Regions from separate parts of the Rattus norvegicus genome. Here all the other regions are linked to region 4. Evidence: chromatin contacts called from public Hi-C data. All regions are on one chromosome and are shown on one strand. The core of a region is the stretch at or near the end of the contact, and the rest is flanking DNA. Distances in the headings are between cores, read along the strand shown.

Evidence for each region. A called contact is a pair of places that touch in the nucleus more often than the background predicts.
Region 1: a contact with region 4 is called in a Hi-C map of liver, with 2.6 times the contacts expected there. The contact joins two enhancer-like sites. A contact is called at or near these places in 2 of 12 Hi-C or Micro-C datasets (both in liver).
Region 2: a contact with region 4 is called in a Hi-C map of liver, with 3 times the contacts expected there. The contact joins two enhancer-like sites. A contact is called at or near these places in 3 of 12 Hi-C or Micro-C datasets (kidney and liver).
Region 3: a Hi-C map of liver shows a contact between it and region 4, with 5 times the contacts expected there. The contact joins two enhancer-like sites. A contact is called at or near these places in 3 of 12 Hi-C or Micro-C datasets (kidney, liver and mammary epithelial cells).

What each region holds. Positions count from the first base shown.
Region 1 is chr9:69,742,995-69,748,856 of GRCr8, reverse strand. No RefSeq gene overlaps it. Among named protein-coding and RNA genes, the nearest start is that of Ctla4, 67 kb to the left of the region's middle. Within about 2 kb of position 2,491, at least 9 of the 93 cell types and tissues checked have an H3K27ac peak or open chromatin away from gene starts, as enhancers often do. A contact at or near this core is called in liver, where this site is marked.
Region 2 is chr9:69,424,245-69,430,337 of GRCr8, reverse strand. Raph1 (Ras association (RalGDS/AF-6) and pleckstrin homology domains 1) reads left to right here. Exons shown (of 14, transcript NM_001108798.2): 5 at 6,013-6,090. It also overlaps a transcript of Abi2 not described here. Among named protein-coding and RNA genes, the nearest start is that of Raph1, 57 kb to the left of the region's middle. Within about 2 kb of position 4,782, at least 5 of the 93 cell types and tissues checked have an H3K27ac peak or open chromatin away from gene starts, as enhancers often do. A contact at or near this core is called in liver, where this site is marked.
Region 3 is chr9:69,766,056-69,772,348 of GRCr8, reverse strand. No RefSeq gene overlaps it. Among named protein-coding and RNA genes, the nearest start is that of Ctla4, 44 kb to the left of the region's middle. Within about 2 kb of position 2,303, at least 26 of the 93 cell types and tissues checked have an H3K27ac peak or open chromatin away from gene starts, as enhancers often do. A contact at or near this core is called in liver, where this site is marked.
Region 4 is chr9:69,602,521-69,608,203 of GRCr8, reverse strand. No RefSeq gene overlaps it. Among named protein-coding and RNA genes, the nearest start is that of Cd28, 55 kb to the left of the region's middle. Within about 2 kb of position 2,368, at least 20 of the 93 cell types and tissues checked have an H3K27ac peak or open chromatin away from gene starts, as enhancers often do. A contact at or near this core is called in liver, where this site is marked.

The sequences.
Region 1 (5,862 bases), core at 1,242-3,741, 140 kb before region 4:
CTCACAGCCTTGTGGAGTTGCATCATATTTGCATATTATTTGAGGGACAAAAGATTAATTTATTTTCAGACCTCATTTTGTGTGGGTCAAAGACTTTTGCAGGTATTATCCGAGTTTCTGTGCTGCTGTTGTTATATTTATTCCTAGGTGTTCTACAGATTTTTTTTGTTTCTTCTTGACCATTTTTAAGTACTTGCTGAGCTATGCAGAAAGTGTCTCTTCTTGGGCTATTAATAACTAATTTTCTTGTGTTGTTCCATTTGCTCAGACTCGGATATTATTAAGCAAGTTTAGGTACTGACGTCCCATGTATTTTCTTATTAATTGGAAATCTCAGCAGACTACTTGTAGTTTTACTTACTATTCACTTTCAGAAAGCAGACTTTATCACAGATAATCTTACTGCATAGCTTTTGTGTTTATAATTTTTGAGGGCTCAATGTTGTCAAATGCTTTTTATAATGATCTATTAACCTGCTTTTATATTTTTCAATTAGTTAGCAGTGTTGGTAGAATCTCATATTTAAATTAACCTTGCAAACATGGAATAAAGTCTATGAGATCACACGTTGCTGCCCATTGCTGAGTCCTAAGTGAGATCTTAAATAACTCTAAGGCTAATCAGTGGTAAGTTTGTCTGCAAGTTTGGGTTTGCTTTGTCCTCTATGAAGTTCACTGTTAACATTGTGCTGACATCATAGCAATGACTCTCATTGTCTGAGATAGTTTTATAGAGAGAAAGTAAGGGCTAAACAGAGTTTAGCTATAAAGTGTCCACCAGGTTCAACAGCCTTTTCTGAAGTGACAGGTTTGGGATCACCATTCTTGACCACTGCAGCACCATCCCCATGGCTTTAGTGATGGAAGCAACTGGGGCTGTTGATGAGCACAGAAACCTTCAGGCTCCTACCCCAGAGACTGGGGTCCATTGATATTAGGATTACAGCTTTAGCAAGCACAGTGATTCTTCCCCCAGTTCTCAGCAATTAGTCTAATCAAAATTGCCAAGTAATTCGGGGCTAACTTGAGAAATCAAACTTTTCTGAAAATTGTTTTCAAATTTGTTAGTATAGGCTTTATAGGCTTATATGTGCTATTATGTTGCAATTCTTCTAATCTCTTACATTTCTGTGGCTATGTTTTCTTTTCCATTCTAAATATTATATACCTTTGCCTAAATCCCTCTCATCTTATCAAACTCACAAAGGATTTGTTTATTTTATCAGATTTATAGAGAACTAGTTTGTAACCATATTTTCCAATAAACACCTTTGTTTCAATTAAAATATATTTACATTATTCCCCCAACTCCATGTTCTCCCTCCAACCCCTCCCATGCCCCTTCCTATGTCTCTTCTCACTCCCTCTCTAATTGATGACCTCTTTTTCTTTGATAATGATTGTTCCAAATATATGCATAAATGCATAAATGCAACCGGTTGAGTCTGGCTTATGTGTATATGGTTTCAAAGCTGACCATTTGGTATTAGATATACAGTTAGGGGACTCATTCCTGTGAGAAGCTAATTACCCTTTCTCTCTCTCTCTCTCTCTCTCTCTCTCTCTCTCTCTCTCTCTCTCTCTCTCTCTCTCTCTCTCCCTTCCTCCCTCCTTCCTTTCCTCTCCCCAGATTCTCTCTCTCAGCAGTTACTAGTTGCTTGTAGTTCTTTGTCAGTAGCAGAACCCTGTAAGATTTTCCCCTTTCATATTGGCACCTTTGTTGGTGTACTTATTCAAGTCTTGCTTAGGAAGCCATATTGTAGAGGTATCCTGGGTGTAGCTTCTCTGTCATTTCTAGGAGACAAAATCTCACATCAGACTTACACATATTCTGGGTCTTAAAAACTTCCCATCCCATCCAGATGTAGGACTTGGGTTGTGGATGTGTCCATTGGAGCTCACACACACCAGGCTAAAAGTGGGTAAAGTAGTCCAGTAGGTGTTATTAAGGGTTATTATATTGGCAAAATTTTTATTTGGTCTGTACAAATTTCATTTACTTCTAAGTCACCTCTATTTTCTTTCCCTATCCACTAGTGATAAGAAAACCATAAATGCTTCAGATATTTCAGCACCAAAAGTGTGGAAAAGTGAGACTCAGATATTAATTTGTTACGAAGTAGTTTATCCTCCATTACTACAACAGTAAGAAGCAAAATAGCTAGTTTTTCTGAAGATAGTTAATTTAATAAGTATATACACAATATGTTTGATAAAAACTAATTAAGCAATGCCTTTAAGAGGCATTAAACATCTAATTTTCCACTTAAAGTTTTTTTGTTACTTTTAATCTGTTTGGCTTTGGGGTCAATAAAGGAATTGATGAACAAAACAACCAACCTTTGCCTTTGTCCACGTCATGAGAAGGCTTTGAAGGTTTCTGACTCATGACAGAAATCTCCAGTTTCAGTTTTGTTTCTGGGAAAGTGGGCATGATCTTTGAACACTTGCCCTATTGAGTCACAGTTTGCTCACACATACTCTAATTGTTTTATAAGCCTCTGACTTTTATGACTTACCCCTCAAGGAAGAAGTACTCCAGGGCAGTGTCGCCCCATTGGTGACCAAGACTGTCACCCTTGGAGTATCTGTCCTTATTTATCTTTGCTCATTTTTATTCTTTGGCTCTAGAGCTACATTGTGACCTATCTTTTAATAAGGCTTGCCATTTACTCTGATCTCAGGCAGGTGCTTAATGCAAATTATTCCACAAGAACCTCACAAATCTGTCATTAGAGGTTATTGTTGTCTTCAGTTTATCAACAATTAGCTGATACTGATGACCAGGAACTGAGGCCACACAGTAGAGTTGTTGCTCTGGAAGTAGAACACTGGTCTGATTTCAACTGTGCTTTGAACAATTATAGATGTGTAATCTCACTTCTGGCTGAGCTAAACGCCTGCTGTTCCCAACAGAGAGATCAGAAAGTAAACATTCCCCCTGGCTTAAATATTCAGCTTCCTTGTCAAAATCTAGGAATGGATTCACTAGATCATTGATCCTATTTCTAATTGCTGTTTTGAAGTATAGCTATCAACTAGACTATTAAGAATACCTTACTCACACTTCAGTCAGAAGAGCAGTCATAACTGCAGCTCTTCACCTCTTTCCTCTCTTTCAAAGCCAATTCCTCAGTCTTCTCCAGTTCAGTAACAGACCACCTACTGTGACCTCTTCCTCTCCGACCCCACCTCCAATGGATCATGTAAACTTTCTCCTCCAATTTTCCTTTCCCCAGCTCATCCCATCATCCCTGCCCCACACCAGCAGTCATTTCCTGGGAATCCACTAGCCAAGCCTGCCTGAGAATCAAGCAGGCCAGAAGGCAGGAAAGCAGAGTTCAGTGCTTCACTCTTTCCTCTCCTCTCCTCTCCTCTATATCCAATCCCCAACTCTTATCCCATCTTTGTAGCAGACAACCTGTTGTGACCTCTCTTCACTTTCTGCCCCCATTTCTAGGATGGAATACCCTGCTTTCCTCCCTCCTGTGGACCCCCTCAATGCCCCCAGGCCATCCCCATTCCTAAGTGCCAGCTCTTAATACCTAGAAACACATTTTACCTAGAATCCCCAGTAACTACACCTATCAGGATCCCAGAATTCCATACCAGGCAACACACAGACACCACACCCTCTAAAGAACCTGAGAAGACAACAGAAACCAATGAACAAAGCACACACCTAACAAAGACAGGACCAGAAATCAGCACCTAGAACTAAGATCTTTTCAAACCCAGATGTCTAAACACCATTATAAAAACACAATCGGTGATAGCCACAACAATATGTCTCCACTAAAACCCAGCAACTCTGTCACAGTAGACTCTGAAAAGCTGAAGCACAATAAAAGGACCTTAAAATAGCCTTAATGAACATAACAGAGATCCTGTTTTAAAAATCCCTTAAAATGAATAAATCCCTTAAAGAAACCTATAAAAAGACAAACAGTGGAAGGAAAATGAATAAAACTGTTCAGACCTGAAAGTAGAAATATAATCAATAAAGAAAACCTCAATTGAGGGGAATCTGTAAATGAAAAATTTAGGAACTTGAACCGGAACCTCAGAGGCAAGTGTCATCAACAGAATACAAGAGATGCAAAAGAGAGTCTGAGGCGTTGATAGCATAGTAGATAACACAGTCAAGTAAAATGCTAAATCTAAAAAACGTCTGACACAAACCATCCAGGAAATCTGGGACACTATGAAAAGACCAAATCTAAGGATAATGAGATTAGAAAATTGATAAGAAATTCAGGTTAAAGGCACAGAAAATATTTTCAACAAAATAATAGAAGAAAATTTCCCTAACCTAAAGAAGGGGATACTTATCAAGCCAGAAGAAACATAGAGAACACCCAATAAACTGGAGCAGAAATTCCCCTCAACACATAAAATCAGAACACTAAATGTACAGAACAAAGAAAGATATTAAAAGCTACAAGGGGAAAAAGACCAGGTTGCTTATAAAGGCAGCCCTATTAGAATAGCACTTGACTTCTCAATGGAAACTCTTAAATTAAGTCAGAAGGATCTGTAGAGATGTTCTACAGACTTTTAAGAGACCACAGATGCCAACCAAGACTACCATACCCAGCAAAACCTTCCATCACAATAGATGGAAAAAAAGATTAAAAAAAAAAAAGACATTCTATCATTAAACCAAATTTAAGCAGTACCTTTTCAGAAATTCAGCCTTAGAGAAGGTGCTAGAAGGAAAACATCAGCCTATAGAGGTTAACCACACTCCAAGGTTAATACAAGGAATAAATAATCCCAGACAACCAAATCAAAACAAACACACACATACACAAACACACATCACGAAAACAAAGTAACACAAATTAACAAACACCATTCACTGATAGCTTTCAACATCAATGGTCTCAACTCCCCAACAAAAAAAAAATACTGACTAACAGAATGGAAGAGAAAATACCACCCTGCTAGATAGCCCAGGGACTTAGGATTAAATCAAATACTATGATCCAGAAAGAAAAGTAGCACCAAAACTGTTCCTAATGACATTCTGCCTCGCTCATAGATCAGTGTCTTCCTCAGCCATCGTCAGAGATGCTTCCTCCTGCAGTGCATGGGACCAGAGACTGAGATCCACAGCAAGACATTGTGCAGAGACTGAGAGACCTAGAAACCCTCAGCCCCAAGTGGGATGTCTCCATCAAATCTTTCCCCTTGGGACTCAGGTCACTCTGTGGAATAAGAGGAAGAAAGAGTACAAGAGTCAGGGGGGATGGAGGACACTGAGAAAACAGGGCCCTCTAAAGCAAGAGGATCCAAGCACAGACGAACTCACAGAGACCGAGGCAGCATGCACAGGGCCTGCATGGGTCTGCACCACGTGGGGTCCTAGGGCTGACAGAGGTGTGCACATGCCTAACCCAGAAGCTATCTTCAATTGATAACCACTTGCAAATGGAAATTTTTCTTCAAGGGACTCTCACTGAGGAAACAAACGACCCTTGAGGGCAGGCTGCTTGCTTAGCAGTGGTCTGTCTCGCAATGCCTTCCTTTTCTTAATCTTATTTTTTATTTTATATTGTTTATATTTTTCCTTGTATCTTTCTACACTGCAGGATTTTGTTGACATTATTTTTTTTTTTTTTTTGGTTCTTTTTTTCGGAGCTGGGGACCGAACCCAGGGCCTTGCGCTTCCTAGGTAAGTGCTCTACCACTGAGCTAAATCCCCAGCTGTTGACATTATCTTATAGCTTCCAGTTTAGTGTTTTTATTGGATTCCTGAATTTGTGAGTCAATGAGTTTCTGATTCTGCATCTGCTTCTTGTGCCTTTTCTTGGGCTCTTTTCTTTTTGATGGTTTCTTTTGTCCTACTCTGATGATTAA
Region 2 (6,093 bases), core at 3,533-6,032, 180 kb after region 4:
GGAGCTCAGGGTTAAGTTCAAGAATGCCAGGCTTGGCCATAGTTTCTGAGAAGCTACATATGCTATTATATCTGAGAGGGTTTACTCTTATTTTCCGTACCATAACCTTAGGAGATGAGCTAACTGACAAAAATCAAAATCTCTAAGAAGCACTCAAAGAAAAAGACTCCTTGACAGAGCGAGCAGTGAAACCCCTTCTTCCCCAATCTCCTTTCTAAGTCAACTCCAGAGTCAGAAAGAAGCCTTCGGTCAGGAAGGAAATTCATGCAGGTTTTGGCCACATACTCTCTAGCCTGAGGCAGCTTTGTAGTTTAACTGGGCTCTGCTCTAGCAAAGACTGCAGGCTCTTGCCATGTCCACTGTCATCTGCCCTGCTCCCTTCACTCCCAGGTAGTTCACAGCTGCTAGCGTTTCCTGAATATTATTAACATCTTCCTTATTAACACTGCAGCCCTGAGAGATCCCTTACCCACTGTCTCCCTGAGGCCCCACAATGTAGACACATTTTCTTTTTCTCTTTGGGTACTGCCATTCTCCCAGTGACAGGTTGAGTATTCTGATCTCCTGTCACTTAGTGTTTCAAATGAGCCTGCTGTGATCCTCAGCGTTTACTAGGTCTGCCTATCTGCTTCATTCCCACGGCTCATCCTAGAGCAGTCTCAGCGCTCACCTAGCCCAGCACTACAGTACTACAGTTGTCTCTGACCTTGCCCCACATCTGTTTTTAACACTGCTCCCCAGATTAAGTTTGACATTTGACCACTTCTCTTGCCTGTTTGTCTGGTAATCTCTATTGTTCCTTGTACTATGAATGGAACTAACTAGTACACAACACTATAAACTAGACATATTCCTTAGGGGGAAACACACAGTCTCTTATGGTAATAAAATAATCAGGCATTGTGGTATATACCTGTAATCTAGTACTTGGTAGATAAAGGCAAGTGGGTCATTCATCTCAGCTATACAATTAAATTGAGGCCAACCTGGGACTATAGGAGATCCTGTCCTCTAAAATTTTATATATATATATTCTTATGTACATATATTTATACATGTATATAATATATATGTATACATACACACATATGCGTCTGAATATACATATATAAAAATACGTAAATTATGTTAAGTGCTGTAAAGGGAACAAAGGCGAAGAGAATACTGGAGATGGAATGGCCCCATGGAAGAAGTGGCAGATATTCCTAAGCAACCCATACCATAAAGCTTCTCAGAAGAACCTTATTCTGACTGTTGTCGGTGCCCTCTCTATCAAAGCACCTGGCTTTTGTGAACTATGTGCCCTCCCCTCTTTGGTGCTGGGTGTTGTACTCAGAACATTTCATATATCTAACGAATTCCCTGTCGTTGAGTTGTACCTTTTAGTCCCAAGTATGTGTACCTCGGACATAACCTGCAGAGCAATCTGCTTTCTACTGTAAAGCTTGGTGGCCCAGTTCTCAGCCTCCAGATATCTGCCAGTGTTTAAAAACAATGCTGGGGGGCTGAAGATATGGATCAGCAATTAAGAGCACTGACTGATTTTCCAGAGAATCCAGGTTCAAATCCCTGCACCCACATTGAGAGCTCACAACTGTCTGTGACTCTTAGCATGCATGCAGCAAAACACCAGTGCACATAAGGAATTCAAAAACAACAGCATGCTAGCTTTAACCATCATTTTCTTTGCTTCAGGAGAGATACTAAAATGCTTTTATGTTATGCCTTTAACAGTTTTATTATTGGTACCACAAAAGCTAAGACTATAAACTATTAAGGACAATAGAAATAAATTATGGTATAATGGATGCATAGTTAAGCACTTAATAAATGTGTATGATCTTAGGAAGACAGAAATTTTTGTGAGTCTTAGTTGGTACAGTGGTTCTAATAATCATACAAGCCTTGTATTTTTGTAGAAATTTAAATTAGATATCATATACACTATAACTGTGGTTCAGCGAGCGTTAGATATCTGTTAGCTCTCTTAATGAGAGTTTAATATAATTTTATGATTTCTTCAGAGAAAGTTAACTAATTCCTCTGATTCTATGCCACATTATATAGCAGAGTCTCCAACAAATATTAAATTATAACTTGAAGTTCTTTGAGTTGATTTGTTACTTTTTGATTTTTGCAGCTTATGAAATGATTAGAGCAAACCACTCTTTAGCACCTTGATTTCATTGTGTTCTCTGAGCCTGTGGTCTTCGTTTCTCAGTTGCAGTCATTCACTACCCCTCTCTCTGACACTGGAACTGTCTGAGTACTGATATTCTAATGTTTATACCCCAGAGAACGTTGTTACCCAGCTTTGGCTTTCACTTAATCTTAAGATCTGTACCCAGTTTTTGTCCTATGTGCAAATTTGAGGAGGGTTGGCATTTGATGGGTATTGATAGCCACACAGGAGTTTTTCCAGTAGAAAATGGGTTGTCTCGTGCTCTTTTAAGAGAAGGAGGAGGAGAGAGAAAGTTGTTTTTCTGTAAGTAAGGTGTCTCTTCCTACGTTTGGGATAATTGTGAGACAGCGTGAAGCAAGGGCTGGTGTAGAAAGAGCACAGGCAGCCTAAAGATTGGTGCTGTCAGCAGAAATCAACGTGCAGGAGGCTTTGTCCTTTGCCTTAGTGAGTGTGGTTAGCACGGGCTTGATGATTAGTACTGAAGTCTCCCATACATTGTCCACACGCATTAACACAGACTTAGTGACCTGTCTACACAACACAACAATGTGAGATGGTCTCCTTTCTCCTAACATTACTATGGAAAAAAGTAAGGCGTGGTTTAGCTAGAAGAAGAGCACAGCACCCACAGGAACCATGGGTCATGCAGTTTGATTATTTTTATTTACATTTTTTCCCAGTAATGATACTTAGATCTCACTGTAACCAGATTTATTTCTTCAAAGGTTTCTAGAAAGTTCATCCTTGCATTAAACTAGAGACGAATAAACTAAAATTTACCTATCTTAGATGTATCCAGCTAGCTCTGAAATTCGATTTTAACTTTCATAGACCAGTTTATAATGACCAAAATTGTAGCCTAGTGGTAGTTACTTGCTTATTATATGCAAGGCCCTGAAGACAATTTTAAAAATGAGATTATGTTGACCTATTTTTGTAGGTAAAAGACAGGCTGAACTTGAATGTATTAGGAGAGCTTTGCCTGTTTTGCATTTAAGAAATGACTCCTTGATTTGTACGAATGTTAATTGGTTACCTGGTTCTCTTACTGTTCAGCACTTCAACGTGTGGGGCGGGAACTGTGCATGAGCTCAATTAAGCTAACCTGTCATGGAATTTGACAAACAGTAAAGGATGGCAGTATGGAAACACCATTATTGTATGAAACTAATCAAAATACAGTATTTATTTTTTTATTTATTCTTAGGGCAGTTTTGTTTATCATCCACTGTACTGTGACAGCAGTAGTTTCACTGCCCTGAAAGGTCTCTGCACTCTGCCTAATAAAGCCTAATAAAGCCTTGCTTCCTTCTTTTTTTTTTTTTTTTTTTTTTTTTGTTTTCTTTTTTTCGGAGCTGGGGACCGAACCCAGGGCCTTGCGTTTGCTAGGCAAGCGCTCTACCACTGAGCTAAATCCCCAACCCCACCTTGCTTCCTTCTTAACCCTGACAATCACTGATCCTTTTTACTGCCCTTTCCAGAGCACAATATACTTGCAATTAATTATATAGTATGTAACTTTTATAGATTGAATTCTTTTATTTATTAATCTGTGGGCCCACAGTGCCCATTTATTGCTTTTATAGTTCATTTCTTTTTAGTGCTGAATAATATTTAATTGCCAGGATGCACCATACTTTTTCTATTCACTTACCAGAGGAAATCTTTGTTGTTTCCAAGATTGGGTGATTCTGAATAAAGCATCTACAAGCATCCATGTGCAGGCATTTGTAGACAGAAATTTGCACTGATTTGAGTGAGCACATAGAAGCATGACTACTGGGCCATGTGGCAATGATGCATGTAATTTTGTGAGAATCAGCCAAATTGTCTTCCGAAGGGGCTAGATTATTGTTTCCTTCTCACTAGCAGTGAGCAGCAGTCCTACATCCTCACCAGCATTTTGTGCTGGGGTGTTGGATTTGGGGCATAGTAAACGTATAAGACTTAACTTGCACTTTCTGGGTGCTAAGGACTATCAACCATCTTTTCATGTTTTCCTGAAGCAATAGCTCAATGCTTAAGAGTTGCTGCTGTTCCAGAGGACACAGGTTCTATTCCCAGAACCCACATAGTGGTTCACAACCATCTGTAGTTCCAGATCCGAGGACCCCAGTGTCCTCTTCTGAACTCTGCAGGCGCCACACATGTGCGGTGCACATACATATATACAGGCCAAGTATATATATACACAAGTATTTTACATACATAAAATATTTTACTTCAAATATTTTACTTTTAGAAGTTTGTGTTTATATTTCAAATATATAAAGCATCGATTCCAATGCCTTCTCCCCCAATAGACTTTAAATTTACTTTTCAGAGATGTACATAAAATGTATAAGAGAATAGATTGGTTAAAAAATTTACATTAAAATTCATCTATTGCTTTATGATGCGATTTATTTGTTTAAAGGAAAGGACTGGGTTATATAATCTTTTAGTCAGAGGAATATGTCTATAATAATCTAAGAACTAAGTATTAATTCTCTTTATTATTAAAATAAAGATCTTTGTTCTTTGACTGTTGGGTTCACAGATAGTGTTTCCAGGTCTTGGTCAGTCTGTTGATTCAGTAGCTCCACGCATTGAAAGGGATCCAATTTCTGGCCCATGAGCCTTCCCCTGCCCTGCCTCTCGGGTCCATGGTCAGTAACTTAAGCTTGCAAAGAGAGACATCGCAGTAGGAAGTGGAAATAGAAGGAAGCTTGCAGGACTTTGGTGACTAGGGAAAATCAGTAAATAAATCTAGCTTTTTCCCTACCCTGGAAGGGTTAGTTCTTTATGAAAACTGACACATGGATTGCGACATTTCAGGCACAATCCAGAGAGGATAAACTATTGCTGATATAATTAGGCTTTCCTTTGTTTTTTAAAGGAAAGGATTAAAGGATTTTAGAAGATGGCAATTATATAGATATTTTAATGTTTTGTACTCAGAAATAGAAAATAAATCTTTATAAACAGAAGTTTACTTACATGAGTTTTCTTTTTAAATTGGAAATTACAGCTACAGTGTTTATTATGGCCTATTGCTGGAACTTATTAGTAAGTACTAGTGTTGAATACTGTATTCTATTAGAAAAAATGGACAATGCTTTATTTTTAGTTCTTTATAATTTTTACGAGAGTTTATAATCTTAGAATTACTTACAATCGTGTTATTTGTAAAGTTATACTTAGCATTTACGAATAGACTTATTGACAGATTAATAAATTTTAATTTACTGATTGTGCTGCATGATTTTCTAAATCAGTAAAACTTAAAATATAAGGCAGCCTCTTGTTTGTATTAGCATATTGGTAAGAATTAATATTTGTACATATACTTTTTGTTGAGGCCTTTATATTTTTATAACAAAGTAGATTGGTTTTGCTATATATATTTTTCCAAAGATCTTAAATTTCCAATGTAACAAAACAAAACACTGTGCAGAAATCTTGCATAACCTCTGGAGGGAGTCTGAATTGAAAGTTGTGTGAGCGTGGCAAATAGGCCAGCAGGAGGAGCTCGTCCGCAGCATTTCCCTAAACCCAGAGCTTGAAAGCTGTTTGCCTTGTGTTGTCAGAATCGAAGTTGGTGTATTACGTGACAGGTGTCTTTCTTTTTCTCTGGAATATGGAAGCTAATCCTGTTGCTGAGCCTGTGCTCTCTTCTTGTGACATGTCTGTTTCATTCTGTGAACAGAGCCACTTTAGAATTGTGCTTTCTATACATGTGCTGCATTGTGTTCTTAATATAGTTCCCTACCAGCGCCATGAGGATGAAGCCTTTGCTGGTCTCCTCACCCTGTGAGCAGCAGTTTATCTGAAATGCTTTGTGTTTGCAGGAAGAACAGGCAGCAAAACTGAAAGCTGAGAAGATCCGAGTTGCTCTGGAGAAAATTAAAGAGGCTCAAGTGAAAAAGGTG
Region 3 (6,293 bases), core at 1,054-3,553, 160 kb before region 4:
TCCAATCTGGGAAATAGATTTCTCTCTGTGAATGGACAAAGTCTCCTCCTCCACTTCCTGGATTTATGGCCTTGTGCTCCAGCAGAGGCCTCTCCGCAGGCCATTCTGCTCAGCACTACAGGGCTGGAGGAAAGACAGTTCATGAAAAATGCTAACTTTCACATGCCCAGGGATAAGAGCAGGGCCCAGTAGCTCACCTGTTACTGTGCTGGTTACCCATAATATTCTACACCCCCAAATAATCCCTAGCATGGGTTGATAATTAGACACTTTCAGTCACCTTTAGCGCCCACTCTCCAAAGACAGCTTCATGACAGACTGTACGCTGCACCACTGCTCCACCTCTGTGGCCTTTCTTACTGGATGTGGGAACACAGATATGATCCCAAACATGTGCCCTTTTTGAAGATTTGGTTAATAGGCCCTAACCTTTAATAGATGAGCTATACCTTTGGCCCTGTGTGCCCTTTCTGAATGAAGCTCTCTTTCACTAATTTTTATGTACAAAATAGGCTGCCTTATGATATTTTCATGGATAAGTCTCCCCTTCCATTGCCTTCCCTTATCTCCAACCCTGACAGTTTCCTTTCTGCACGCACAAATAAGTTCTCATCTGCCTTTCTGTCTCATCTATACACATATATGAATGTACATTATATGGTAAGCATATGAGAGAACAGTGAGGCTTTGTCTTCTGAGAGGCTCATTTCACTTTGCATGATGATCTCCAGTTCTACATCTTCCTGAAAATGAAACAATGCAGTCTTCACTATGATTGAACAAAACTTCACCACATATGTGATGATGCATATCATATATATTACATATTACATATCATATATATCACCGTCTTTATCATCCAGTAATGAGCATCTAAGTTGGCTTCTTGACCACTGAGAATAGCGTATAGATAAACATGGATGTGCAGGTATCTCGGAGTTATGCTGACTTAGAGTCCTCAGTTACTCAGTCTGGAGTGGTGTGGCTAAAGCATGTAGGAACTGTATCCTTGGCTGTGCTTCTCTGGGAACCTCTGCACAGATTTCCACAGTCACTGCCCCGGTCTCCAGTCTCGTCAGCTGTAAAGAAGGACTCCTTTCTGCCACCCTCTCCTCCGGTCAGCATTTGCTGATTTCTTGGTGACAGGAGAAAGAAGGATCTCAGTGTTGTCTTATTTTGCATTTCCCCAGTGGCTAAGGATGCTGGGCATTTTCTCATTTATTCTCTGCCAATTTGTATTTCTTTAACTCCCTCTTGAACTGCAGTCATGGAACATACAGGGTGGATGATCTTCTCCATCCCTTAAGACTCTTTCCTTTTAAAATCCACTTCATCCCCCTCAAAGCCTCCCCAAATTTCCCTCCATTTGGTGCCTTTCCTTCCTCCATGGATGCTAAGAATATCATCGGAACAATAGAAAGCAGCGGTCACTCCAGCCTCTACCCTCCCCCCCCCCTTTGCAGTCAGCCGTGGGAAAATGCAAGCTTCCCTGGGCTTTTAAATGATGCCTGGGTCATTTAATGTCAGGGGGAAGAATTTCTTGGCTATTAAAAATACATTAACAACTGGGATCCAAGATCTGTGTCTCCTCATGCAATGACATCACTGTGCAATGCTCACCCCCTCCCATTTCATTCCAAAGATATAATTATTGATACTCACAAAAACTGTTGAATCTACAAAGCAATAAGAAACCGCTTTAGTAGGCACGAGGGAGGGAGGGAGAGAGAGAGAGAGAGAGAGAGAGAGAGAGAGAGAGAGAGAGAGAGAGAGAGAGAGAGAGAAAGGACACAACTAATTGATAAAATTCAACAATGGGCTCTCATAGCCTATTCTTACAGTTGCAATGAAGCACGCCGGCCAATAGATGGCAGGCACTGACTGCTCCACAAATGTCTAGTTCCCACCCACATTGAATCAGCCACGTCTAAATTTGCTGTGTCAGGGTGGGATTTTCAGAACCATCCATCCTTGCTACATCCACCAGACGGGTGCTGCAGTTTCTGTCTCTCCACAGCTGTATGGTCACAGAAGAGACCTTGCATTGCGACACATTAAGAAGCCCTTTCTGTTGTTGATGCCCAAGTCCTCAGACAAGGCTGAAGTTCGTCCCACTCTATCTACAGTGGCCAGTCTACGTGTTCTTCAAAATAATGCCCCCTCTTCCTTGTGTATGTCCTTGTCCTTGAGCTTCTCCACATCGTCCACTGTCCCCTCAGCTTTATAGCTCAGACCTAGCCATGATCTATACGGTTATGTTTGCCCTGGTGATGATAGCTTTCCAAGCCTGACCTTTGCCTCAGCACAGGGTGCTTGGTAGAACTAGATAGAAGTCTGCAATCTGTAGGTGAGGAAGAAGGCAGCATGGACTTAGCATGTTCCAGCCTTGTGATCCTGGGACAAAGATAAAATCCAGGGAGGAGCTTTTCAACACACCTGACTGTATCTATCCATTCCTCCTTTGTCTGTCCGAAATTTATTTTGAGTCTACTAGTTTTGTTTGGGAGTGGTGCCTGTTTTCTGCTGGAGTTCAAATCCAGGGCCTCACAAATGCTAGGTAAGCACCCTGCCCCCGAGCCACACACCTGCCCTTTGGTTCTAGTCCTCGGAGTTACAGCTGTGACACATTATTAACTGCGGCTGCGTCGAGAGCTTACATCATCCTATTGTCAACACCGCCAACTCCGCTCCACACACAGAACATTGACATGACGCCCAGATGTCGTTGCAGGAGCACTACTAACAAACTTGGCGTGACTCTAGCAAACCCGTGAAGTAAATTGTTGGTCTCGATTCCCAATTTATCTGTGAGGAAACCAAGGCACAAAGACATTAAATAATTTTGAGGAAAGCCACATGGATTGCCAGGATTTGTGCTGCAGTCACCTGTCCGGAGGCATTACATCCTTAGCAACTGTGCTAAGCTACACCGGGAACTAGCAGTGAGGCACAGAAAGAACTAACTCATCCTCTCTGCCTGTCAAAATGGTGACAGGCTGGCTTGAAGGTGAACGTGAGCTTTAGCTCCTGCCTGAAACATCCTCCTATGGGTCTTTACAAGTCCACACTGGGGGCTGGGGATTTAGCTCAGTGGTAGAGCGCTTACCTAGGAAGCGCAAGGCCCTGGGTTCGGTCCCCAGCTCCGAAAAAAAGAACCAAAAAAAAAAAAAAAAAAAAAAACCACAAGTCCACACTGGCCGAAATAATCCAGTACAGACTTGGTAAGGTTACACAAGCACGAAGGAAGGTTCCAAGAGCTAGGAGTTAATTAGCACAGGTCTCACTACCGAGAGAAGAAGGCTGGGATATGACACTGACTTAGCCTCTGGTCTATGCTTCACATTTTAAAACTAAGAGTAATTCATCATAATAACTACAGAATCTTCCAGGGGAATCTGCTAGACATTACGGGGAGCAGCTTTGACAACTGAGAGGGGCGTGGGGTCCCTCCAAAAACAACAGTGTACACCAGAGCTTCAGTGTTATATCAAACCATGCCTGTAGACACTAGATACAACATAAAATGTAAAGTGCGCTTGGCAGCTACTCAGGAGTTAAAAATAAAATTACCACATGACCCAGTCCACAGTATATACTCCTCCCCCAAATAGATTAAAACAGAGGCTTTACTTATATGTTAATATTCCTAGCAGCCTATGCATAATAGCCCCAAATGAGAAACAACCAAAGTGTCTCCCAACTGATGAAGTTTTTTCAAATGCTTTTTTTTTGTCTGCGTGACAGAATGCAAATTCCTGCTATAAAAGGAATGAAGTTCTGGTGTGTGGTTCAACAGGCATAGACTTAGAGAACACTAGACAAGGTAAAATAAAGAAGACATGGGAACCGTCATGGGTGTCCTGGTAGGCGGTAACAAATTCATAGAGACAGAAATAGAGGTGAAGAGTGTCTGAGAGGAAGGAGACTGGACACTGCTGTCTACTAGGCACAGAGGTACCATTTGGGATGGAGGTTCTGCAAACAGTAGTGGTAACAGTTACTCACGTTGTAAATGTGTTTAATGTCAATGAATGCTGCACATAAAATGGCCAAAAGAATAACATTTGTGTTATATTGTACCACAATTAAAAAATTAGTTTAAAAAGAACCCGAAGTATCTAGGACATTTCTTTGAGATTTTCAATTACTTAAGCCATATCCATTTTCTTCTTTTTCTTGACCAACGTAACCTTGATCTATAGGGGTAACATTGTGTCCCAGAGGAAAATGTTTTTTTTTCCCCATAGTCGCTGAAGGCAACAGTAGCTACATGTCCAGAGTGATATAAGCTTTCTAGGGAAAGAGGAGGGATTCTGGGGGAGTTCCTTGAAAATTGAGGATAAGAGACATACATTTACCTGGTGTACAGAAAAACAGATGGCAGAAAGAAAAGAAGCTGAAGGACCGGGGAACCCGGGGAGCTGCTGTGGCTTTTGTGGAATGCTGACGGCTGCCTTTGGAGTCCTGGAGAGGAAACACCCCTGGCTCCTGATTTTTGTCCCAGATGTCCACTGCTAAACACAGCTCCTAATCGGCTCACCACATCAGCCGCTGTGTTTGTTGTAGCCGCTGGTTTTGTTATGAGGGGCTCACTACAGAGTAGGGTTGACAACGTCAGAAAGACTTAGGAAACTGAAGACTTAGTACGAGTTAGTCATCAGCCTAATTGATACTTATTTGGAGCTAAAGAGCCGAGTAAACCTCCTTGCCTGTCTCTCTGCTACAGATGCAGTTCTAAAACACGGAGACACCAATTCCTGTCCCCTGGGGCAACCATGTTGATCGATGAGCTTCATCAGTGAGCTCAAGTGTGAAGACTCTGTTTTTGCCAGAAGGGAGAGACAAGGAAGTATTCTCTCCTGCTCCCTGCTACATCCAAGGGGAAGCCAGTGGGCTTCCTAACCCATGTCAGAGTTAAATGAACACAGCGAGGGGATAAGCAGACAGATGCCTTATTGTTGTTGGGATGGTCGATCCTCCACCTCACAGCACAGCTGACTTCCTGTTTCCTTGACCTTCACCTCTACTCCACCTTGCCAGTGACTTCCTGGTGTGTCCTGAACCTTCTCCACTTTCGTTCTTCAGCATCCTGATGCTGGAGGCATAGTGTCTATGGAAGCGCCCATGGCTTCAGGGAACTTCAACACTGGAGATGTTTTATATGCATACGCCTATTGGCCCAACAATTCTGTCCTTAGACATGAATCCTACAGAGATCTGAAATGTGCTCAATACCCATTCATAAAAGAATACTCTGTCCAGGGTAAAACCAACAACAGCAGCAATAAAGAAAACAGCAGGACTGGAGAAATGGCTCTCACTCACTTGATGCTCTTGCAGAAGGTCCTGGTTATGGGGAGTGATCTACCAGGAAAGCCAGGTTGAATGAGCATCCTTTGGAAAATCTTGATAGGTAGTATTAGCATATGGTTTATAACATAAGAACAAAAGCATACACTGAAAAGATACTCAGCTGCTGGGAACAGAACCCACAAGGCAGCTCACAACCTCTGTTCCAAGGGATTCAAAGCCCTTTCCCTACCTCTTGAGGTTAGTACCCTAACATATGCAAGTACTCAAGCTTATAAATAAAATAAATCTTAAGAAAACTCAAAAAATCATTTAAAAAAACATGGGGTTGCTGGGGTATGGTGATGCCTGTACTTCCAGTAATGGGGAAGTAGAGGCAGGAGGATCATGAGATCAAGCTCATCCTTGGCTACATAAAGACTCTGAGACCAGCCTGGGCTACATGAATCTTTGTCTCAAAGAGAAAAAAAATGTACTAAAGGATGTGTTGTGGTATTGTGATATGTCACAGAATCCATAAGAAAGTGATGGATCCTGTTGTAACTGAATTTATAGGCACTGCCATGAACACAGGAAACTCATCTTGGGTTGTCTGGAAGAGCAACAAACACTGAATCCTCTCTAGCCCCACCGTTCTCATCAGTAATCCTGAGGTCACCACCTATTAGACTCTAAAACTGTGCACTGAATGCTGCTCTCAGGATGAACCTGAAAATGCAGGTCTTTCCAGCTACAAACCCTCTCCTCTTCTCGAATTGCTTGGCAGTCTCTGTTCTCCCATAGCAAACCCCCAACAGCCCATTGTCCCTAGAGACAGTCACTTAACCTCCAGTTGAGCCTCCCCAAATTCAATATTTGCAACATCAAGCTTTTAGTGCAGCTCGAAATGCCCATTCAGTCACTTCCACCTTCCTTCTTCTTCCCCCTCTCCAAGGAGCAGCATTTCCAAGTTGTCACTATTGAGCTCCAGGACACTGTCCTAT
Region 4 (5,683 bases), core at 1,119-3,618:
CTAAATAATCAAACTGTGAGGATTGGCTGGAGTTTTTGTCCAAGTCTGAGTACCACTCGCTAGAAGAGCAACCTATCATTTTCATTCCACAAAGAGGAGGGCCAAGTCATCTTTCAAATGCTACCATAGGGCCATTGGTTGGGCAAGCAACTTCAGATATATTTCTGTGTTTTTTCATTCTGCCCTTCATTTTACTGTGATTTATATTCATGTCTGGATAGCAGTAACTTATTATACCCTAAAAAGTATGGCATGGTGTCATTACTTGTTAACAAAATGAAATGAATCTACATACTGTTATAAGGAAGTATATTGATTCGCTTTTCAATGAATAAAACAGCAGGCCAACAACAAAGAACTACTGTATATTTTCTGAAACATGGAGACACTTCATTCCATGAATCTATTAGACGAGCAAAGGGGATACATGGCTTTATCTTGTCTTCAAACCTGAAAGACAGGCATATGCTATGCCCTTGATGGAATTACTTCCAGGAACACCATTAGATGTTTCATTATAGCAGAGATGGTGATGTCATTTTGATGTCTTTAAGTTTTTTTATTTGTGTTGCCAATAATTACAGAACTGAAAAGGGTGCTGGGAACTCAGAAGACTGACAGCCTCTAACCAGAAGTTATGTGCTGTAATGGAAGACCTAGCAATGACAATGACAAAGCATAGATAGAAATTGTCATAGAGGATAGAGGAGTCATCATGCCGAGAATGGGGTAAAGAGAAAGCTTAGCCTAAGGATGGGTCCTGCATCCCAGAGGCAATGTTCAAAAGTGAATAGTCAAAGAAACTTAGAGCAGCTCCATCAGAGAATTACATGATCTTGGAAATCCCCATTGGTTGGTGTATTGAATACCTTAGAATGCCCCATACTGAAGACAATGGCACGGATGTTTGAAATTTCTAAGTGTCCCTGAGCCATCTACCTCTTTTTCAATTACGGAAGCACTGTTTTCTTTTCTCTGAAGGTGGATGTCGGAAACAAAGAATAACTCCAGGTTTCTTAAAGATGTTTTGTTTCATAAATTTCAGAAAAAAAATAAATAAATGTGGGTTTCCTGTCTTTTTCAATCAAATTCATTCAAAATAACAGCACTTGCCAGGACCGGAGGTTGTGGGGAAGGAAGGAGAGTGGGTAGAAAGCACTGTTGTGAATTGTTCCCTGCAGCTGATATTTCTCCATAACAAGTGTTCATGCAAAACAAAAGACTGCTTTAGAAAACCAGGAGCAGACACAAAGCCACAGAAAGGGGTAGTTACGTTGGTATTTTAGAGATCAAACCCTTGTACTTGCTTGATTGATCCTATCCGGTTTCCTGGCTGTGTCATTTGTAACATAGTAATTAATATAATAATGCAATATAAAGAAAATGACAAGCATAGATACTATTAGAAAGCATGTTATCTACAGGCATCTGTGGCTTCTTCTATCTTCCAAAGTGCTGGGGATAAAGATAAAAGATGCATTAACATTGGGAGGCAGTATAGCACAGTGGTTAAAGGGCAGGTTTAGAGTCTCATGGAACTAGAGCTTTTAATAGCTGCTGGGGTTGGGAGAGGGAGGGTTCTTCAAGTATTTGACAACTGATTGGTCAACCGAGGATCCAAGGCAGGTCCCACACCCAAGAGTTTTTGTACAAAACAAATTGAACTTAGAGGTGGGGGAGGAGGGGGAGGGAAAGGAAGGGGGAGGGACAGAGAGAGGGATAGGGAGGGGAAGGGGAGGGGGAGAGGAAGAGAAAGAGGGAGGGGAGGGGGAGGGGAAGAGGGAGAGGGAGAGGGAGAAGGAAAGAGAGACCAAAGTTAGGTTCACAGTAAGTTGGAAGTTGATCTTGAAGGCAATGGGGCAATAGGGGAGGCATATAACTATGATCAAAAAATGTTGGATGACTTTCACAGAATTAAGGGGAAACATCAAGTGTGGGTTTGGCATGACAGCAGGATAATGCCCTAGCTTGGCCTCTGCTAATATGTAACCTCAGGCAAGTTTCCAAACCTCCCTAAAGACTTGATTTCAAATAGAGATGGAAACTTGTCTTCTTGACAACTAATGTCAAGAATGAAAAAAGATAATACTTATGGGATTTGAACAGTCTCTAGTCCAAAGTGAGCACTCACTGAATATTTGTACTTAAAGCCAGTGTGAAAATACTTGTCCCTCCTTTGGCACCTCCAGTTTCTAAGCAAAAAGAGGAAAGTGTTTGGAAGCAGTGGCTATGTGCTTGTCAGATCAGACTACGAAGGGAGAAAGAGCTAACTAACTGCTCAGTTTGCTTTGCTGTTGGAGAGAAGGCTGCCACCCAGCTGTTACTGGCACTGAGAGTCATGCCTTCTCTGACACATCCCCTTTGGCAATACAGAACACCAGCACACCTCAGCCCCGCCCATCCACAAGGAGGGGAAGATTATGTGTGAGAGTTCAGGTTGTTGCCCTTCAGGAAACAAGAATTACGAAACATTTATATTGTCCTGGAGCAAAGGTCCCTGGTGATGAGAGATAGCCATGGGCATGGAGTCCAAAGGCTTTTGGGAAAAAGAAAAAAGAAAACTTTTTTAAATAGACAAAAATAAGCAGTGATCCTAGCTTTAGAGCCATTACCAGAAAACATTTACTTAACTGTAACTTCCAAGCAACATCAAGAACAGCCAAGTTTAGGTCTATGTGTGAATGCTGAGTGATACTATCGAGGAGGAATTTACAATTGTAGGTTTCCTGAGACAAAGGAGCCTAAAGGTTTTCTGTGCAGTAAACAAAATGAGCGGTGCCTTCTCTCTGGCTTAGGGACTGTCTAAATCTCCCCACCGGGCATAAGATGTCTGATTATACGCAAACTCCAAACACTGGAGCGAATAACAGCTGCTAAAACATTTACAAACCACTCCTTAAAAGAAAACAGAATGCACACACATGAAGGTATCCCCTGTGTCCAAAGCAGCAGACTTGTTCAAGGACAGTGAGATCAGTCGGCCTAAAGCCAAGGGAAGCCCTTCACAGAGACGGAAATTATAGTGCTGTTATTGTGTCGTAATAAGCCTCTATGAAATGGAGTATTGTGCTTCTGCCGAGTCATGAACACAAAATAAATCAGGACCTGGCTTCCTTACAGGCGAGGGAAGATGTATTTTGCTTCCTTCAATGAGATTTCCTTGCTCCCACAGAGCATACGTTTTCTCATCTTTTTAATAAAAATTCTACCTTTCAAAGGAAGCTATCTTTGACTAAAAATCGAAAGTGCTTATTCTGTGCAGATGTCTTTTGCTCTACCTGTTTTCAGAAGGGCACTACTGTGTATAAATGGCTTGCTCTTGCAGAACCTCCGGTGGAGGAAAGCAGACATTGGTATTAAGTTCCACAGTGACACTGCTTCCTTGTGCCGTCCCCAGCAGCAGATTAATGCAGAAACCTCATCCAGACTTAGTGACTGTGACCACAAGGCATCCCTGTGTCTTTAAGACTGACTGTTGGGTGGAAACTAAGCTCAGGCACATTAGCTGGTGTGCAGAAAGTGAGGCCTGGTGCAGAAGCCTAAAGCAGTCTGTCATGCTGAAAGGTTGGCTGTTGGTTGCCAAAGAGCAAAGGTTGCTGCCGCTCACCTTTTACACTGATAGCTTTTGTTTTTATTCCTTGGGGTTGTATAGAGAGAATCTTTATGCTACAGGCTACCTAAAGTTATTTTTTTACCCTAATAAAATGCTTGATAGTCCCAATGACCTAATCCAATTCTATTTTCTTCATTTCAATACTCCAGACACCTCTTTCAGGTTTGAGAACATAAAAACCTAGTTTTCATCCATCAACCTATGCTCCACGTTGATTTTATTGAGAGTCTTGGCCCTTATTCTCTATTGCCTTTTAGTTTCTTGTTGCTTTCAACCTAGAAGTTACGCTCACCAGAGCAGAAGGCAAGAAATGGTCATTGATGTATACATATATAAATATGGATATCTTATACCTTTGGGAAAATGTGAGCATGCAGCTACCACTTATCAAGCATTACTGTGGGTATCTTGTTACTGGCCTTAAAACACAGGCTCCTACAATCTGAACACTGTCTAAAGTAGAATCTATTATCTCTACCTTGTAGTGGAGGGAATTAGGACTCAGAAGAATTAAAGGATTTGTCCTGGGTCATGAAAAGCCAAGAATTAAATCAGGAGAATTTAAAACCCATTACACAGTGCTCCTCCTAAACTCCAAGTTTGTTTGTCCTGGGCAAATATTACACTTATATTTTAACCAATAAGGAAAAAAAGGTGGTAGCTGCTAACTAGGGGCAAAACAAATGGGAAAATACCACAGGTTATGAAAGGACCAATACTCCTAAGGATCCTTCAAATTGCAGCACAGTTCCTGGCCTCAGAAAGCTAATAGTTTAGTTGAGAGGACAGGTAAGAATCAAATGAATGCCACAGTCCAGGTGTGTACCCAAATACTGGGGGGGGGGGGGGCCACAGAGTAAGAAGGCTTTATTCCTACGTCTTGGCAAACAGTTGAAAAATATCAGCCTTGTCTAATTTACTGTCACCATCACATCTAGTTACTTCTGCTCACTAAGAACATCTGACATGTGTTTGCCAAAATTAAGGTACATTGATTTTGAAAATGTATACTGCAAACAGTCCACTGAAAAACCTGCTTCTCTACTCTCAAATGTCAGTAGTGGTCAAAATTGAGTTCTCCCCCTTTTTTTTGCTTTTTGAAAGAAAACCAGGGAACAGACATCTACAATTGTTTTACTTTATAGAAGATCTCCTAGGGAAAAGAGTCCTATAAGAACATTAGGTCAAGCCTTGCTCTCATAATACCAAATTAGAAACAATTTAATATCTGCTGAGGATTAATTAAATTCCCATTTTGCATATACACAGTGGGCTGCTTCTGGAGCTGTTAAACAGTATTTATTAAAGAAAGTTTCCATTGCAGATGCATACGAAAAAGGGCAAAACTACGAAAAGGTATAATACTGTCTACATTAAAATTATATTGTATATATAAACAAAAATGGTCACATAGTGTGCATAAGATACGTGCAGAGAAAGCTATAAAGGAGTATGTTTGCTGAAGTTTTGGTATTAGCTGAGAAAATCAGGATTAAGTTTGGTTTTACTATTTTCTATATTGTTTAGATTTTCTGTGTCAATCTATTACTTTTGAAATAAAAAAGACAACAATCTTGTCTGGGGAAGAGAACAGCATGCATCTCTCAGGAATACATATTAGAAACTATTTTCCAGAAAGAACATCTCAAAGTATGTTTGTACTGAAGTATTAATATTTGCACTTCCCTTGAACAAAGTGATTCCTGTCTCAGGAACCAATCTTGAATGGTGGATTTGTCATCACTAGAGAAATTATATCACGTTAAAATTATGGATCTGATATTAGATTTACCTCACTTGTTCTTTAGTGCAGTTGTTTTTCATTGTTTTATTTTGTGTTTGGTTTTGCTTTTTTAAAGACATACCTGCCAGCTGGCAAATGATACAGTTCTAGTAGAGAAAAATGTTGACCTGTGCCTTGTATTAGGGTCCATTCTAAAAACAACAAACAGTAAGATATTATTAAGTGTGAAGGCCTTTCAAAGGAGGTTGGGCAAACTTTTAACCTGGCCTCATGACCATCATGCACCCAAGTTTTCAGAAGAAGCAGGTTGTGTTTTTGTTCCTCTC